Linked DNA regions of Sus scrofa: region 1 is linked to region 2. The links are chromatin contacts, called in public Hi-C maps. All regions are on one chromosome and are shown on one strand. Each heading gives the region's core, a stretch centred on a gene start, on an enhancer-like site or on the middle of the called end of the contact. The rest is flanking DNA. Distances are from core to core; before and after follow the strand shown.

Region 1 (3,541 bases), core at 161-2,660, 200 kb before region 2:
ATGGGGCCCTGGGGCTGGGGTGGGGTGGGGAGGTGGTCCAAGTCCCTTCGGCGTCCCTGGTGTGAGGACGCCTGAGCCACCATCTGGCCAGGGTCCATCCAAGGACCCAGTGTGATTCCAAACAAGACTGCTGAGCAGAAGCCTCACTTGTCTGCTGGGGCCTCGTGGGCAGGCCCATGCAGCCAGTGCCACTTCTACCCAGCCTGGGCCATCTGCCAGCATTAGGTGGGACAAGCTCAGGCCAGAGACCAGCTGTTTGGGGACGTTCAGCCCCTGTGCCCAGAGACCACACTGGGGTGGGGGGGTGTGCAGGATGAGCACTGAGCTCTGGGAGTCTCAACACAGCAAGGATAAGCAAACACAGGATGCTTCTGCAGCTGTGCCCGTGGTCCACAAGGTGACAGGTGGTTCTGAGACCTGGTGAGTGGACATGAGGACATCCCACATCCTATCCTGGAGTTGGGCTCTCATCCTCCCAGGGGGCTTTGAGAGAGGCCAGTCTAGGCCTAGGATCTTGGGTTGGCATAACAGTGGGCAAAGCTCAGCTTGTGTGGTTCTCAGTTTCCCCAGCAGTGCTGATGAGAATGGATACGGGGTGGCAAGAACTCAAGCACAGACTGTCCCTGGGTCAGGAGTGACAGTGGAAACAGTAACACACAAGTGCCCAGTTTAAATCCAGAACAGATGGACAGAGGGCACAGGAGTCTCCTGGCAAGGGCACCTGCCTGGGCCTCCCAGAAGGTGGAGGAGGCTCGTGACCCACAGGGGCCTCTCTGCAGGGACCCCAAGGAATTCCAAGGGTCAGGTCCTGCAGCACATTCGTCCCCTGGGAGTCCAGCTCCTGTCCATCCAGCACCTAACTGGTGAGTGCCCAGGGCTAACTGAGGCTATGGGAAGACCCCCTTGGGAAGGAGGCATGGAGGGCACGACCCCAGGTGAACATGGGTGTGTTGTGGGGGGTGGAGACCCCTGGGGGGCAGCATCCTCGGGGGGCGCGAGGTCGTGGGTGCCAACGCCCGGCTGGGCAGCCGTGGTGGAGGGTGCAGAAGCCCGGGAGTGCAGACCCTGGGGAGCCCTCCGTAATGTGGGGCGGGGGAGACCCCTGGGGGGCGCGGCTATGGGGGACATCCTCAGGGGCGAGATCATGTATGCAGACCCCGAGTGGGCGGACGTCACAGCGGCGTCTCTTCCTGCTCCAGGGCGTGAGGAGGCGTGTGGCACGAAGGCTGCAGCGAAGCGAGCTTTAGCAACGCGGGGCGGCGGCGCGCGCGGGGCCTCTGGAACGAGCGCCGGCTGTGCACGCGGCGCGCCGCTGCCGACCGCGCGTGCGCAGCCGGCAGCCCGCGGCGCTCTGGTCCCACCCCAGGCGCAGGCCCCGCCCCCGGTTCGGGGTCCGGCGGCGCAGCGGGCGCGGCGCTTCGGGAGGTGGGCGGGGCCTTCTCGGGGCTGGGCGGGGCCGGACTGGGCGGGGCCGGGCTCGGGGCGCGCACGCGCGGGGGCATCTCGGCGGCGGGCTGTCCCTCGTGTGGGGACGAGCGTCCGGTCAGCGGTGCGTCCGACCCCGTGTCACCTGCAGGAGAAGCCGGTGTGAGCACGGGGCATCGGGTGCCCCCGCCTCCAGCCCAGGTGGGACCGAGGACCGCACCCCAGGGCCGGGGCGCGTGCCAAGCCTGGAGGTGAAGCCGCGGGAGGAAGACGAGCTGCAGAGGCGCCTGGTGCCCCGGGAGCCCTGCGCGGGCCGAGGACAGGCTCACTGGAACCTTCCTGAGCCGGGCTTAGCTGCCACGGGCCGGCCCGCGGGGACCCCGTCCTGAACCCTGCCCCTGTCCTGCTCTCCGCTTGAGGGTCTCCCGCACTCCCATCTGTCACGCGGGCTTTCCGGACCTCCGGGCCTTTAGGGAGAAAAACGTCTTCCCCTTCCCCTTGCCCTCTGAGCTCACAGTCTCCTAACCCGCAAAACCTAAAGCGGTCAAGTTCTCCAACAGCACTGATCCCACCCCGCCCCACCCCCAACTCGGCTGGAGAAGCGGGAACTCAGACGAATCTTAAGAAAAATGGAGCTGGAACCAGAGGCTTGTGAGAACAGAGTAGCAGAAGGCAGAGCCGCTGCTGCAGAGAGAGAGGGAGCAGGTCCGGCCGGAGCGGGCGCGGGCGGCTGGGCAGAGGAGCTGGGGAGAGAGCAGCTGTTAGCCGGCAGGGGAGGGCAGGGCCAGTTACATGTGTGTGGACTCGGCCGGGGCGGCGCGGGGCTGCTCCTCGGAGCCATCGGCCAGCACGAAGGAGTCCACGGACTTGCAGCTGAGGCGGAAGGGCGCCAGGCGGTGGAAGTTGCCGGGAGAGTGGGGGATCTGCACTCGGGCCCTCTGGGAGGGCACCACTGCCTCCCCGGGAGACAGCCAGGGCGGTGCCCGGCTGAGGATGCTGGGGTCCTCGTCGGGGGAAAACACGGGGTTGTCAATTCCTAGGAGAAAGGGCAGCGGCTCGTCAGCTTCCCAGGCTCGCCCAGAAAGGCAGAGGGGAGCGCCCCCCGGCGTCAGACGCCAGCGCATCCTGCGGCCGCAGCCACCTGGAAGGTCACCTGGAAGGTCAGGGTCACATTCCTTGGGGGTTCAGGCCCTCCTCTCAGAGCAGAGACCCTGGTCTGCCACCCACACCTGTGCCGCCCTGTGGCCCCAGCGCTCGACCACGGGGTCCTCTCACCAGGGGTGGGTTCTAGGGGAGAGCAAAGGGCTGGCCCTCACCGGAGGGGGAGTCTGTCGCTGTGTCCTGTGTGATGTTTGCCAGGAACTCGATCCCCCCGCTCATGTCCTCGGCATCATAGCTGGCGGCTTCCTCGGGGTCCAAAAGTTCCAAATCTGATGGCGGCAGGGGAACAGGCGGAGAGTGGAGATGAGCAACGCCCTGGACCGCTCACAGCGCCCCGAGCGTCGTCACTGCTGCCACCACCCCACCCCACCCCAGTGGCCTCTGGGCAGTTTAGTGGACCGTGGTGCCCAGATGGTCTCGATAGAATGGGGCTGGGCAAAGAGAAGCACACCGGGCAGGGGCTCTCCCCGCCCCCCTCCCTGGCTGCACTTGGCCTTTTTGAGGAGGAGGGAAGCTGGAGCGGGGGGGGGGGGGGGGGGGGGGGGCTGCAGACTCGGGACGGGCGGGGAGCAAGCGCCCAGCTCTGGGCGCGGCTGACCAGATGGGCAGCAGGGGAAGCGGGGCAGCAGCCTGCAAAGGAGGGTTCTCGGTGCTGAGGGGAGGGGTCTCCCTGGAAGAAAAGCCCTCTGCACCCTCCCGCCCTCGCCCTGCCGCCTGCCCAGCCGTACCTCTCTCCTTAATGGTGAAATCCTGCAGGGAGCTTCCCATCGGCAGTTTCCCGTTGGGGATGCTGCTGTTTCTCTGAGAAATAGAAGGAAACTGCTCACAGCCGGGCCTCGCTACAGATCCGGAACCACTGGGAGCGCCCTGGGAGACCCTGGCCCTGCGGCCAGGGCGCCTCCCCGTGGCCAGGGAAGCCAGTCTGAGCCCGGCCCGCCGCCCCTCACCCGCTTCT
Region 2 (3,390 bases), core at 735-3,234:
CGCGTGAGGAGGCAGGCCTGCCCATCCCGGGCCCTCCCCACTGAGCCAAGCGGGCCTCACCGGTAGTTCTTTCTCCCCACGCAGTTGTTGAGCCATTTGCAGTGGTGGTCGAAGCCCAAAACACACTTGTTACAGGCACTGCAATGCTTGGTCTTGGGATCTCTGGAAGGAAGGGGGGCGCCCTGTGAGCGGTCTGTGCGGGGTGGGGGGAGGGGGACCTGTCAGAGGCCCCGTCTGCCTGCAGAGGAGACACGGGGTTGGGGGGCAACCAGCACAGGTGCGCCTGCCAGTGGTGCCAGGGCTGAGGCCTGGAGGCCAGAGTCAGATCCCTCCCTCCCCGTCCCCCACGGACGCCTCCGAGCCAGCAGCCCGGCCATCAGATGGCCTGAGTCGGGCCTCGCTTCTCTCAAGGGGGCGGTGCCAGTCCACTGCCTGGTCCCCCCGCGGCCAGCACCTCCGGGCCTCGGGGCCCCGCCCCTGGCACTCACACATTGGTCTCACACAGATGGCAATACAGGTCCTGGATGACATGAGCGTGTTTGGACCTGTCAAACACAGGCATAGGCTCCAAATAGTTCTTCTGATGCACGCTTTTCTCGGCCGGATTGATGGAAACTGCGATGATGTGGACCACGAGGTGGAAGAGAAAGATGCTACCGGTGACCTGGAGGGGGCTCGTCAAGGAGCAACTCGGCCCGCTCCGCACGGTGCGGGGCGCTCGCCCCAAGATGCCCTGGGCCACCGGGCGGCCGCAGGAGCCCACGCCTGGTGGGCGGCAGGGAGCTGGTCAGCCCCTCCCGTACCCGCCTCCCGCAGAGGCTGCCCGAGTCCTTCGCCCTCCAGGACTGGAGGCTGCGCCCTGTGACCCAGAGGGACAGATGCGCTTGCACCTGTGGGCACCAAGCCCGGCCCTGGAGGCGGTCGTGGGGGTCGTCAGGGCGGGGGGCAGCGCCCAGCACACAGGTCGGGTCACCAAGGAAAGGGGGGGAGGGCTCAAACACAGGCCAGGAAGCCGGGGCCAGCCCAGTAGGTCTCTCTGTCTCTCTGTTTCCCTTTGGGTCTCTCCCTCTCTGTCTCTGTCTCTGTCTGCTCTGTCTCTCCCCTCCCCCAGGGAAAGACACCCCAGGCTCCCACCCCCTCCAGGACTCCCAGGGTAAAATCGAGCCCGCAGATCCTCCAGCCTCCTCTCCAGGGACCAACACACCATCCCCATGGAAACCAAACAGAAGGGGCGGAAGCACGGGCCTGGCCTCCCCAGGAGCCCTGCCCTGCTTCCCAGGACGGTTCTGAGCCAGGAAGGTTCAGGGCTTACAGGCCCGGCTCCTGTGAGAGCGGCCTGGGCGTGGCGGGGGTGTGCCTCCTACTGCTGCCCGCGGGTGTCCTGGCGAAGCCGCGGTTCACAGGCTCTGCTGTGACTCCGCAGAGGCCCAGGGCGGTGCGGGCTCTGGGCAGTGAGGCCTCCCAGGCTGCACTGCTGTCAGGGTCCGGGGTCTGCCCGCCCCACCCTCTGGGGCTTGCGCTTGCAGGCGTGGTCCAGCCTGGATAAGGGCCCAGAGGAAGCTTCCATGGCGCTCAACAAGGCTCGGTGGGGGCTGGTTTGGCCAACACTGCTCGGCCCTTCCTTGTCCTCTGGCCTCGGGTGCAGGCCCAGGGCCCTGGGTGCTGGGCGAGGGCGTGTAGGTATCAGAGGCTGGGGGGCAGAGACCGCCGTGAAGGCAAGAGTGAGCTGGGGCTCAGAGGGCTGGGCCAGGGGAGGGCGGGCGCAAAGCCAGAAGAACAGGGAGATGGCTGCTGGGGACCAGCCAGGCCCGGGCACCTACAGAGGGGACGGGACTCGGCAGAGAGGGCCAGGTGAAGACGTGGCGATGCTGAGGCCCTTCCTGCCACCGCAGGCCCCTGCAGGCCGCCCCTGCTGTTAACAGATGAGCCATGCTCCCGTGGTCAGTGGCCAGCCTACACTGTCACAGCTGGTGACACCAGCACATTCCAGTACGCTGGTCCCTACACCCACTTCCTGAAGCCTGAGGCATGGCCGGATGCACAGCACTGTTTGTGTGGTTACCGGGGCAACGGGAGTGAGTCCTGCGCAGGAGGCCGGCGATGGCAGCAGGGGACAGATGTGACAGGAGGTGGCACTGCAGCCCAGGTGCCGCCCCTCCTCTGTGGAGCTCAGCGGGATGGTTCTCATCACACACTGTGGGCAGGGCCAGCGGGCCAGATGGGAGGCTGGAGCTGAGTGCTCTGTCCCTGCGTCCACCCTCAGCTCCCCCCAAGGCCACCGCCAGGGAGAAAGTGGGGACAGCAGCCCACTAGCGACTCCCGTCTCACAGCGGGGGCACCTGAGCACTCGACCAGAGCCTGAGAGGCCAGCCCTGTGGCGCCTCGACTGAGTTCCTGGGCTGTCCGAACCTGCAGGTGTCCCTGGCAGGTGTTCCCAGGCCTGGCATCTGGGACCCCAGGACCTCAGGGCAGCCTTCCACCTGGACCCAGTGGACAAAGCCGCCCGGCCCCTTAGACATAAAGTGTCCGCTACGGGCACACGCATGAGCATGCCTGCTGGCACGCATGGAGGACTGGCCAGGTCACCCTGGCCACTGCGGGCAACAGCGGCTGCATTTGCTTAAGACGAGCTGGCCGTTCCTGCCATTGGTCACGCATTCTGTGGCCGCCATTGAGCCCCCAGAATAGAAAGTGCCCCAGGATGGGTGTCCCATCCTCGGGCTGCTGGCTTTCACTTTCGATGTAATTCTATCTTAGGAGAGTCTTAGGTTCAAGTTAATAATAAAAAGAACGGGGTTCCTGGTCTCACTTCCACTACAAAGCAGGACATGCCGAGGTCCCCTAGCAACTATCTTTGTTCGGTAAACAAACAGCGCTGGCGCCAGCCCTCGCCACGCCTGTCACTGCTGCCTCGGGTCGGTCGTCCTGCGGCAGGCGGCCAGGGGCAAGCCCCGCCCCCGCTGCCCCGCCCCCCGAGCTGCCCCGCCCCCCCCAGCCCCTGCCGCTGCCAAGTTCCTCGTGCTCAGACCCAACGCGGGATCCAGACCCTCCAGCCAGCGGAGGGCGGCCAGACTCCTGCGCGGTGACCTGGTGACCCTGGTCCTCAGCCCTGACCTTGGCCCCTGCCCTTCCCTGGGCCTGGGCTGCAGGCACCTCCCGCTCCTGGATCCCTGCAGGCACTGAATGACGCTGGCGCCCCCCAGCGGCCAGAGCAGAGCGCCCACGTGCAGCTGTGTAGCGCCTGAGGGATGCCCCTGGGGTTGGGGCGACAGGCAGGTCCCCAAGACAGTCTGAGCTCTGCACAGCCCGGGCCACACTCCTGCTCTCTCCACTTGGGACAGGCAGGGAGGCTCGCACAGACTTGGTCCTTCCTGGTCCTGCCGCCTCCCT

The links. Hi-C and Micro-C count contacts between places; a contact is called where the count stands out from the background.
Region 1: a Hi-C map of retroperitoneal adipose tissue shows a contact between it and region 2, with 1.9 times the contacts expected there. The contact joins the enhancer-like site here to the promoter of LOC110257285 in region 2. A contact is called at or near these places in 5 of 47 Hi-C or Micro-C datasets (embryonic fibroblasts, epiblast stem cells, heart right ventricle and 2 more) and 1 of 2 datasets of contacts at active chromatin or transcription factors (alveolar macrophages).

The regions. Positions count from the first base shown.
Region 1 is chr16:79,699,175-79,702,715 of Sscrofa11.1, reverse strand. SLC9A3 (sodium/hydrogen exchanger 3) reads right to left here. Exons shown (of 16, transcript XM_021077062.1): 13 at 3,534-3,541; 14 at 3,315-3,387; 15 at 2,742-2,855; 16 at 1-2,461. The coding sequence ends at 2,214. Among named protein-coding and RNA genes, the nearest start is that of EXOC3, 29 kb to the left of the region's middle. Within about 2 kb of position 1,410, at least 46 of the 83 cell types and tissues checked have an H3K27ac peak or open chromatin away from gene starts, as enhancers often do. A contact at or near this core is called in alveolar macrophages, embryonic fibroblasts, retroperitoneal adipose tissue and 1 more, where this site is marked.
Region 2 is chr16:79,500,104-79,503,493 of Sscrofa11.1, reverse strand. LOC110257285 reads right to left here and starts at 1,984. Exons shown (of 13, transcript XM_021076900.1): 1 at 489-1,984; 2 at 61-162. The coding sequence starts at 562.